Regions from separate parts of the Mus musculus genome. Here regions 2 and 3 are each linked to region 1. A link is a contact called in public HiChIP or PLAC-seq data. All regions are on one chromosome and are shown on one strand. Each heading gives the region's core, a stretch centred on a gene start, on an enhancer-like site or on the middle of the called end of the contact. The rest is flanking DNA. Distances are from core to core; before and after follow the strand shown.

Region 1 (3,362 bases), core at 103-2,602:
AGGAGGACCAGAAGTTCTCAGCTACATAGAAAATTAGAGACCAGCCTGGGGTATATGAGATCCTATCTCAAAAGAGCATTACCTCTTTTAGTAAGAACTATAAATATTTAAGAGTGTAGATTTCAATATACATTGTTCATATTGTTTTAGCGCCATTACAGAGCATAAGCGACTGTAGGCGGTCGCGCAAGCAGCTTTGGGGAATGCCTCTATATACAAAACGATGCTGAAAGGGCCGTGGTCCTTCTTGCTTCTGATGTTATAAGCAGTGCTGTTTTATGCAGGCACACAGTTAGGCTTTAACTGCAAGGAGCCTGGGACTGATGGCTGTCTTCCCTCTACCCCCCCCCCCCACTTTGATCCTAATTCAAAATGGGTGGGCCCAGTGGGTTAAGGTTTGTACTCAAGCAGTTCCTGGTAACCACTGAGTCATCAGTACGCCACAGATTAGTCTTGCTGGCTAGCGGAGAGTGGGAGCCAAATGAGAAGTGCTAAAGGCTCAAGGACATTTGTGGTGGGAGATAAGAGGTAGAGAATGACCTCTGAGTTCACAGTGGGAATATCCAGTGAGTTTCCAGCTGTGTTGGGGGAGATACTTCCGGTACTAAAGCTCTGCCCGTTTCCTATGATTGACAGTCCAAAGGAGAAAGGTTAACGAAACAAAGACGCATTTCCCTCCGCACCCACTTTCCTCTAAATAGCTCGTGTTGGTGTGTAAAAACTAAACTTGTCACCCTGCTCCCAATGTAGAACATCCTACTTGTGTGCCGCAGGTGTCACAGCGAGCTCGTGGGGAGCCAGTCATGCCACGTGCTCATCCGAAACAGCCCGAGGAAGCTGTGGAGTTGATTGTGAGCTCTGGGGTTGCTTTACTCAAGAGCCTGTATTTCTAAATGCTTTCATTTTTTCAGGTCCTCTCTAAAGAAGTTTGAGTTCCTCACAGTTTCTCAGAGTGACTTGTGACTGAAGTGTCACTGAAAGCTCAGGGTGTTTCTGTCGTTCCCTCCACACACCCCCTCCCCCCCTTTCTTTTTTTAAAATTTCGACTTCATTCAGAAACCATTAGACATTGCTAAGCGGCTGCAAGATGTGCCCACTAGGAAGAAGGTCCATAGCCAGAGAGCACATAGAGCCAGGGGTCCGGAGGCCTTGGCAATATGAAACTCAGGGATATCACCTCAGATGTCCTTAAAATGTGAAGCAAAAATGGAGGAGGGGGAAAAAAGGAACTATTCAATTGTCCCAGGAGGCTGGCCTTTAGCCTGCGCAGAGGAAGTGCAGGGCGCAAGGGTGCAGGGGTGCAGGGGTGCAGAGGAGGCGGTGTTAACAGCCTTCTGGTGAAAGAGGGGAGTACAGAAAGCTTAAGTTGCTTCTAGGGACTCTCTGGGTGGAAGGATCTGGGCCTGCTGCGCCCGCCCGTGCAAACAGAATTGCAGAAGTTGAGCCTACGCTTATCATTTCCCTGAGAAGAAAAGCATATTTCCAGTTTCCTGTGCCTAAGAACAAGCATCCAGCGCCCTTCCCGCGGCTCAAACCCAGGCTGACCTGTGCATATGGGTCAGGGGGATCAGGATGGGGCCTGCGCATGAGGCAAGCCTCTGCTACAAGAACTAGAGGAAGCGATTCCAGAAGGAGATCACAGTCCCCAGCACTACTCAGACTCAGGAGCTGAAGACCAGGGGCGTTCAGTGTAAGTAGCTCATTCTACTCTGGTTCATGTCGCCCAGGATGAGGAGGAAGAGCCTCTGCCGCTTTCCTGGATCCCAGCTGCTGGGTTAGCCAGTGGAAGGGTTAGCTAGCATCGCTCGCTCTCGCTCCCGGGATCTCAGCCTCTGGCCAGGGCCATAGACCCCTCCCCTGCTCCCCGCACCCCAGGCTGTTGCTAGATTTGTCTATGGCTATCTTTCCGTTTAAAATGAAACAGAGCTGGGGCTTACTTAGCTCAGAGGCAACTTACCCTTGTGTGCAAGAGTGTGTATCAATATTAAACACATGTAAACTTGCTTTAAAATTTTTAATGTGTTCTTAATATAAATGTGTGTGTGTATGTATGGATATATATGCACACTTTAGTTTTGTTTTTGAGACAGGGTCTCACTGTGTAGTTCTGACTGACCTAAAACTCTCTGTAGACTATGCTCACCTCAAACTCACAGAGATCTACCTGCTTCTGCCTCCAGAGTGCTGGGGTTAAACTGTGTGCGTTCCTCTGCTCAAATATACTTTACCTTTGAAACGGGTATTTAGAATTTTGTGTGCCAGCCAAAGGCCTATTATGAGCATTTACCAAGAATAATGTGAGAAGACAAGTGTCAAATTACAAATGTCAGGCTATTTATAAACCTGCTTTATTCTACAAAGATGAAATGGAAATTGTAAAGCTTGCGTGCCTCGCCGTTTACCGGACAGCTGCTTTTGTTCAGTGAACTTCTTAATTTAGTGGGACAGATTTTTTTTTTCCAGACATAAGAGTTCATTTATCTCGTGACCCAAATGGTGCTTGGTCTGGGTTTATTGTGAATTTCTGTACCTTTTTCACTGTTGGCCTGAGGAAGTGGCTGAGGCGTTTAAGGAATTGCTTCCTTTTAGAATAGCAACATTGTTCAATATTTTATTGTTACTGTCTTGGTTTGTACAGCTCACTGGTTTTCAATGTTTCAGAAAGCAATAAAAACTGTTCTTTAAATCAGGGAGGGTACAGTGTTGTCATTGCTCAGGAGGCTTTGGAGAAGGGTCTCTTGTGAGAAGAGCTACCCTGTGGAGGCACCGATAAGCAGCTGCGCCCAGTTTGGTGCTTCAGAGCCCATGCTCAGAGCACTAACCCACCGGCCACTTACATCTGTCTTTTGATGAAATTGATATTACATCTCAGTGTTTTGTGAGCAAGTAAGAATTTGGGTCCCCCTTCTCAAGGGTTCCCTGTGGCATCTGAGCAGGAGTGTCTACAGTTATGACACATCCCAAAGGCCATTGTGGGGTTCCTTGCTGGTTATGGTCCTCCAGCCCAGCCTCCAGAGACAATTGGTTGGAATGGTATTAGAAGCGCTTTTTTTTTTTTTTTTTTTTTCATGTGTGGACTTCCTTCCTCAATGCACCTGCTCTCGAGCTACCAGAATTCATGGAACACATGTAGATGGGTGTATTTTGCCTGCCCAGAGAAGGCACACCTATGGGTTTTTGCTCAAGACCATGTCTTTACATGAAGGTCTCTCTCAACACCTGTGAAAATCAACTTTTGGGCAAAGAGAGCAGTTCACATTTTCACAATGCTCTACATAGCAGGTCGACTTGGGACAGCAAAGAGTGAGGATAGTAGCCACACACACACACACATACACATCCCCCACCGCCACCCAGGCCTC
Region 2 (3,127 bases), core at 515-3,014, 150 kb after region 1:
CATATAGTTTTTTGTTTTTTTGTTTTTTTCTAAAACCAAACCCCACACCTCTTTGACTTTTATTTGTAAAGAATCTTCCTAGTTTTGAAAATTACTTAGAGTCATTATTATGGGGAACTGTCCATTATTATTTTTTAAGATAATCATTTTTGGATCTTAGCAGTATACCAAGAACCATGCCAAAGGGTGGTATTTTCGAATCAGCCTCATCATGTCCTCTATGCAGATGGCCCTGTTTATGGGCCTGTTTCCAGAACCGGTGTCTTTAGGCCCAACAATGACTGTTAATGAGGCTTTAGCAAATTCTCTGGGGCTGACCACAGGTAGGAATACCTTTGCTGGGTATTGGTCTGATGGTCTGATCATGTAGACAATGAGGAATAAGGCAGCCATGGATCTCCACAGAGCAGAGCAGAGGTAAGACAAACTGGGAGTTGTTGTAATAAAATTTGATGAGACTTATAAAGTCTGGAGTCTCACAGCAGTCAAGTCAAAGCGTAGTTTGATGGTGACAGTGTGAGGAGCTGACGCTCACTATGAGAAATGTGGGTTGTTGACAACATATGCCATTGAATCCACAAACTTACAGTCCTTTAAGGCCTCCTTTCTGCCCCCACACTTTACCCTCCCCCTCCTTTCTCCTCAACTCTTTTCTTTTTATACCCTTTCCCCTTGGCCCCTTTTCTTTTATACCTAAGTTAAGAACATAGTTTCTTTTTCATTAGTATTCAAATTGCTATCTCTTTGTTTTTAACTGGAATTGGGGAGCTTCCTCAGGTCAGAAGGCACTTTCACTAGAAACAACCAGAAACAAACTAACCAGAAACTGAGTTCAAACACTTAGTGAGCCTCTTTACGATGATCAGTTCTTATTAAACAATACAGACTTAGGCAAAATGAGTCAGACATAAGGATATCGCATTCCCCGAGACCATTTGAACTCTAAGAAGTATTTTCTATTATTAAAGTAGTTCACCAGGCAGTGGTGGCACACGCCTTTAATCCCAGCACTCGGGAGGCAGAGGCAGGTGGATTTCTCAGTTTGAGGCCAGCCTGGTCTACAGAGTGAGTTCCAGGACAGCGAGGGCTACACAGAGAAACCCTGTCTGGACAAACCAAAAAAAAAAAAAAAAGTAGTTCACTTGTTTTTGCCCAGTCCAAAATATTGGAAAAACAATGTAAAATACATTCTGAAACTCATATCCCAAGAGGTCTGTCAGTCCTCCAATTTCTTAGAACAGGTGTCTTATTTCCATACCTAAATTTATGCAGTTTGGGGCTTCACCTGGATGGGGGGGGGGGGGAAGAGCAGACTTTCTTGCAAAATCAAGCAAGCAAACAAAGGAATTCCCCCACCTCCACTCCCCTTGCCCTGCACTTTAAAGCTAGATAGAGAAGTCACCTAACTGAAACTTCAAAACAATGTGGCCTTGGATTTGAGTTTCAGTCTGGCGGTTTGAGGTTTGTAGGACCCCCAAGGCCACACACAGCATGTGGAGTGCCTTGTCTGTCCCAGATGACTTCTGCTATTATCGTGTTAATTTGATCCTTTGAAGGTGCAAAGAATTAGAAATAACCACCTGATCATCTGTTCCAGGTTTGCTTAAAAGCGAATGGTGAGAAAAAGTAGGTAAAAGTTGAAGGGCCCGTTGACTGGCTAATGGAGAACTCACTAGCCTGTCTTGGCCATCGGGCGGGCGAGCTGTGAGGAACAGCTCCAGCGAGGGCGCCTCCGTTCCCCTCCCTTGACCAGCACTCAGCTCCCCTCCCGTGACGTCACGGGAGACCTTGGCTCCTTGCCACGCCCATGACTCAGCTCTAGCGTCTGCTTTTCTCCACCTGCTTATTTTCTAATTACTACCACTGACTTCGCTCACTTTCTCTCAGTCTTGCGGCTTTGCTTACTCATGGCTTCTGTTTCCTGTCTTCCTTCCCTCCACTTCTGCATTTACCCAGCGTTGACCCTCCCAGGATGTTTCCTACGCAAATTCTGCAAGACAAAAGAAAGTTGAGTGCTACATTCCAGGCCAGGAGACTTCAGGTCCCATGCCCTCCCTGACTAATTAGCAAGTCTCAACAACAGCAAGGACGTAGCAACACACCTCTAGGGAGCATCTCACCAAGCCACTGTGATGCTTTGCACGGGAGAGCCACAAACTGTTGTAACCAAAGACACTTAGCCTGAAAGACTGCACGGTGTTTATCATTCAATTTTGAAACTAAACAAAGCCTGGTGTTAAGGTATGTTAGTGGTCCTCATCACTGCAGAACCTACCGAATATGGAAAAGTCTAAAGCTTGGCTGGTAAACCCTGCCAAAAGTGAGCCGCTTTGGCCGAATTGTCTTTGCTTAGGAGAGTGAGTGGTATTGGTATATGCATTGAAGGAAGATTGCTGACTTTAGAAAAAGTAGAGTAGGAAGCGAACAAGAAATGCGTCCTTAGTTTCCCACCTCGGGATGCTACAAGGAAGTGGGAAGGCAGAAACAGGACTAGGATCAAAACCACAAAACCGGCTACTCACCCAGAGCCCAGGCTTTCTGGGCTGGACTTCGTATGTGCACAGGCATATCTTTTTCTTTGCTGGAGGAAGATTCCATAGTGTAACAAAGACTTTGAAACTCTCATTAGAGAATCTCCAACCCCAGCTCCAGGCGCTTATTCTGCCAATACGATTTCGCCATTTCCTCCCTTAAACAATGTGAGTGACAGAAGCTCTGTCCTAGGTTTGACGTGGGGTATAAAGAAAGGCCTCGGGCCGCATATCAGGAGGAAGGCTTGCGTTAACTCTTGTCAAATGTTAAGCATGCCCAGTCATGCATTAATCAATCCTTCAAGACTGACTGAGAGGGGCAACTTCCATCACACCCATAAATAAAGCCGCAGACTGTGGGGTGTGCACAGTGCTTGGCAGGGAAACATTTATAAGTGATTTGTCATAAGGATATTCATATCTATTACAGACATTGATTTTGTTGTAAGAATCTAATGTTTTGAGCCTTTTTTTTTTTTTTTTTTTTTTTTGGCTGTACAATCAAGGGATTAGGAAGAAGATAAGGAGGAGACATTACCTCACAGGCTATCCACACATATTATCTCTATATAATTTAGTTGTGATTATAATTATAA
Region 3 (3,323 bases), core at 369-2,868, 250 kb after region 1:
CTCCTTCTTTCTCTTCTTCCTCTTCCCCAGAGTCAACACTGTATTGAGCTTGTTTATATTTCTTCTAACCCATAGCTTACAAGTCAATAATAAGTAGTTGTATTTTATGTACCTGGAAGTAGCATTATGCGTACCTGCCCTTCACTGCCCTAGCTACTTAACAGTTGCTGTGTGTAAGTCTGGTTCAGTTGCTTCAGTGACAATATTGCCTCCTCGAACATTCTACGCTGTGCTCATATGTTGCCCGTCAGTGGCAAATGAAGCTGCTTTTATTATTTATTTCTCCATATCTATTCAAAATATAATAAGCTAGTACTGGGGCTTAGATCTGGAAGGAGCTAAGTTGACACAACGTTTTGAAATGTCTTCGCATTCCCTACTTTTCTCTTAAATGTTTAACCTTGGCATGATCACATACCAGACACAGGAAGCCTGAGTGCAGACGACCAAGTGAAAGAGAGCATTTCAACATGGCTTCTCTCGGGCTCTCCACTCCTTCCCGCGCCGTTAGGTCAAGAGAAGCATCATCAGGTTCATCACTATTTCCAGGTGCTAGGAAAATTTTAAATGTTGCATTGAAATATGCATTTTTATAATACTTTCTTGGGCCCACATCACAAAATGTCAGCATAATAGAGATGTTTTAACAGCCCAGAAGTAGTGTTTTTCTCGCACACACAAGGCCCTGGGTTCAACCACTAAGAAAATAAAACCAACCAAAAAACAAGCACAGTGCTTGACTCTTTCCGTCCTTTGGATTTTGTTGTTTAACGCTGGTGTCGTTCCACCATTGCTGATTCTCATGGTGGAACAGCCCACTATCAACTCTCCTGTGCTTAAACGAATGTTCTCTACTCTGCAGAAAGCAAGTCTCAGGTGCAGAGAGGCACATCTGTATGTGTACATGTGCATACACACACACACACACACACACACACACACACTCTCTCTCTCTCTCTCTCACATACACACTCGTTCATACAGGCTCACATTCACACATACACACTCACATACACACACACTCATACAGTCACACATGCACACACACAGTCCCATATATACTCATACACACTCATGCACACTCACATAGACACACACCTCACATACACATACACTCACACAGTTATGCAGTCACACACACACTCACATATATACTCATACCACTCATACACACACAGTCACATACACACACTTACACTCACATACACATACACTCACACATATTCTCACACACAAACACACTCACATACTCTCGAGCATTCACACACTACTTGTCTGTATTGCTGCTCCAACAGGGATGGGAATGAGTCACAGTGATTGATTGGTTTATGGTGGTGATGAGTCACTAGGACCAAACATTCTTCAAAGCTCTTGGCTGATGAGAGATGACATTTTGGAAAATGGGAAGAAGACCATGGTGTCTTACTGTCTCCCCATGGAAGGTGTTTACCAGCTGCCTGGAGGGCTATTTTTATCCCTGCACATCCTGCTCATGAGGCTTCACACACCCACTCGCATGCCACCCCCACGACATGCAGATTCCTGTTATTCATCCTTCAAGTCCACACCAGGAAGCTTTTACTCAAGCATGACTGTGCAGGCTGTCACTGAGCACAGCGCTAGCTTCCATCCTCGGCGCTGCGGTCTCACACTTGGTGATTGATGTGTGCTAGGCACCAGGATTAGTGCTTTCATTTCTTGTTTTCTTTAATCCTCTAGACACCACCCAGGGCAGTGAGTGAGCTCACTGTGCGCTTAGACAGACAGAAAAGGACTCACAAGCCTCCTCATCCTCTCTACTCTGAGGTTCAGTGGGTCCAGATGGCCTCCAAGTATGGCCGAGTGGACCATGCAGGTAACCAGGCCCTGCATGATGCACCCACTCTCCTTGGTATGTTTTGTTTTGGGGTGTGTGTGTGTGTGTGTGTGTGTGTGTGTGTGTGTGTTGTTTGTTTGGATGATAGAGTCTCATTCTGTAAGCCATGCTGGCCTTGACTGGAGATCCTCCTGTCTTGGCCTCCCTACTACTGGAGTGACAGGTGTGGGCCACTAAGCCTCGATTGTCATGTTCAAACTCCTCCACTGTCCCCACACTCTCTTGCTTCCTGCCTTGCTGTCATGGTAACAGAGTGGTTACAGGTAAAGTTGACACCAGAGCAAAGACGTGGAGAGACAGACAGGTTCTAGAGATGCAGGTACCTCATGTTATGAGCAGTCCTTTAGTCTGGGAGCAAGAACTTGGTGACCTCTGGGCACTCCTCTGTGGTTTGTCAGAGTTTTAGAGGAACAGGGCAGGGAGAATGCATACACACACTGTGACTGTGTAAACATATATACACATACTTACATCCATGAGAATTCACCAGATTGACTGACTTGATAGGGCTGGATAGCCCAATGGCTGTCTCTACACTGCAGAGGCTAAGGACCCTAAGCTGGAGGCTTCAGCAGTACTCACCTGCTGTGGAGGGACTAGAAGTTTCCTGGAAGCTGCTTGTCTTTGACTTGTGTTGAAATGCTGAAGAAATGGGTCTGATGTCAGCAGAGGAGACACACTCTGGAGACCAGGTGGGCAGCCCACTGCATCTTGCTTCTGGCTAACAAGCGGTTCTCCTGTGGTAGCTACTGGATACTCTTGGCTCAACTTTTTCATCTGCAAAGTTAGAAAAATATGTTTTCTTAAATCATTGTGAAGACAAAAACATCCATATGGTGTGCTGAATATGCTAGAGGCAAATGCCCCCTCCCCCACTCTCTCATGTCCACCAACCCCCCTACTTGCTTATGCCCACCAAATGTCCCCTCCCCCACTCTCTCATGTCCACTAACATATTGTATCTCTTCCCATTTGTCTCTTTGAAAACACTTGAAGAGGCCAGTTAACTAAAATTTTTAAGCATTTAACTTTGTCATTTATTGGTGATATTTAAATACCCAGAGAATAACATGCACCTTGCAGCTAAGCCAGAGAAATAAATCAAGGCTGGTATGTACAAACCCCATGTAAATTCTCTGTGGGACAGGAGAGTTTTCGTTCACCACGGCTCTCAGGTCACAACCTTAGACCAACGTGGGGTTTATCACTCACGCTTCCCACAGATGGCTCTTATACAATCCCAAGACATACTTCCCTCCAAATTATTACATTGGCATAGCAGAAGATGAACTCAAGTCTGTAGGATCTCAATGGAAAGAACAAATCTCAGAGCCATGGGCTCTGTGTGTTTGGGAACTTGAGAGAACTTTGCTGGTATACAGGGCTCTTGTAGCCAGAATCTAACTCTGGCCTGGAAGAAGAGCATCCAGGCTTGCGACAGACCTTG

Evidence for each region. HiChIP or PLAC-seq counts read pairs in DNA pulled down with a chosen protein or histone mark.
Region 2: a BATF HiChIP or PLAC-seq map of CD8 T cells shows a contact between it and region 1, with 10 read pairs. The contact joins the enhancer-like site here to the promoter of Lrmp in region 1. A contact is called at or near these places in 1 of 484 Hi-C or Micro-C datasets (B cells), 6 of 115 datasets of contacts at active chromatin or transcription factors (CD8 T cells, the HPC-7 cell line, double positive thymocytes and 3 more) and 2 of 9 other capture datasets (adipose tissue and pancreatic islet).
Region 3: a FOXA1 HiChIP or PLAC-seq map of pancreatic cancer cells shows a contact between it and region 1. The contact joins the enhancer-like site here to the promoter of Lrmp in region 1. A contact is called at or near these places in 3 of 115 datasets of contacts at active chromatin or transcription factors (double positive thymocytes, microglia and pancreatic cancer cells) and 1 of 9 other capture datasets (adipose tissue).

Annotation. Positions count from the first base shown.
Region 1 is chr6:145,120,417-145,123,778 of GRCm38.p6, forward strand. It overlaps Lrmp (lymphoid-restricted membrane protein), which reads left to right and starts at 1,353. Exons shown (of 19, transcript NM_008511.4): 1 at 1,353-1,690.
Region 2 is chr6:145,274,602-145,277,728 of GRCm38.p6, forward strand. No RefSeq gene overlaps it. Among named protein-coding and RNA genes, the nearest start is that of Gm15706, 26 kb to the left of the region's middle. Within about 2 kb of position 1,765, at least 235 of the 459 cell types and tissues checked have an H3K27ac peak or open chromatin away from gene starts, as enhancers often do. A contact at or near this core is called in B cells, CD8 T cells, the HPC-7 cell line and 6 more, where this site is marked.
Region 3 is chr6:145,372,458-145,375,780 of GRCm38.p6, forward strand. LOC105247329 (a long non-coding RNA gene) reads right to left here. Exons shown (of 4, transcript XR_001785414.2): 3 at 2,459-2,653. Among named protein-coding and RNA genes, the nearest start is that of Gm38926, 26 kb to the left of the region's middle. Within about 2 kb of position 1,619, at least 93 of the 459 cell types and tissues checked have an H3K27ac peak or open chromatin away from gene starts, as enhancers often do. A contact at or near this core is called in pancreatic cancer cells, where this site is marked.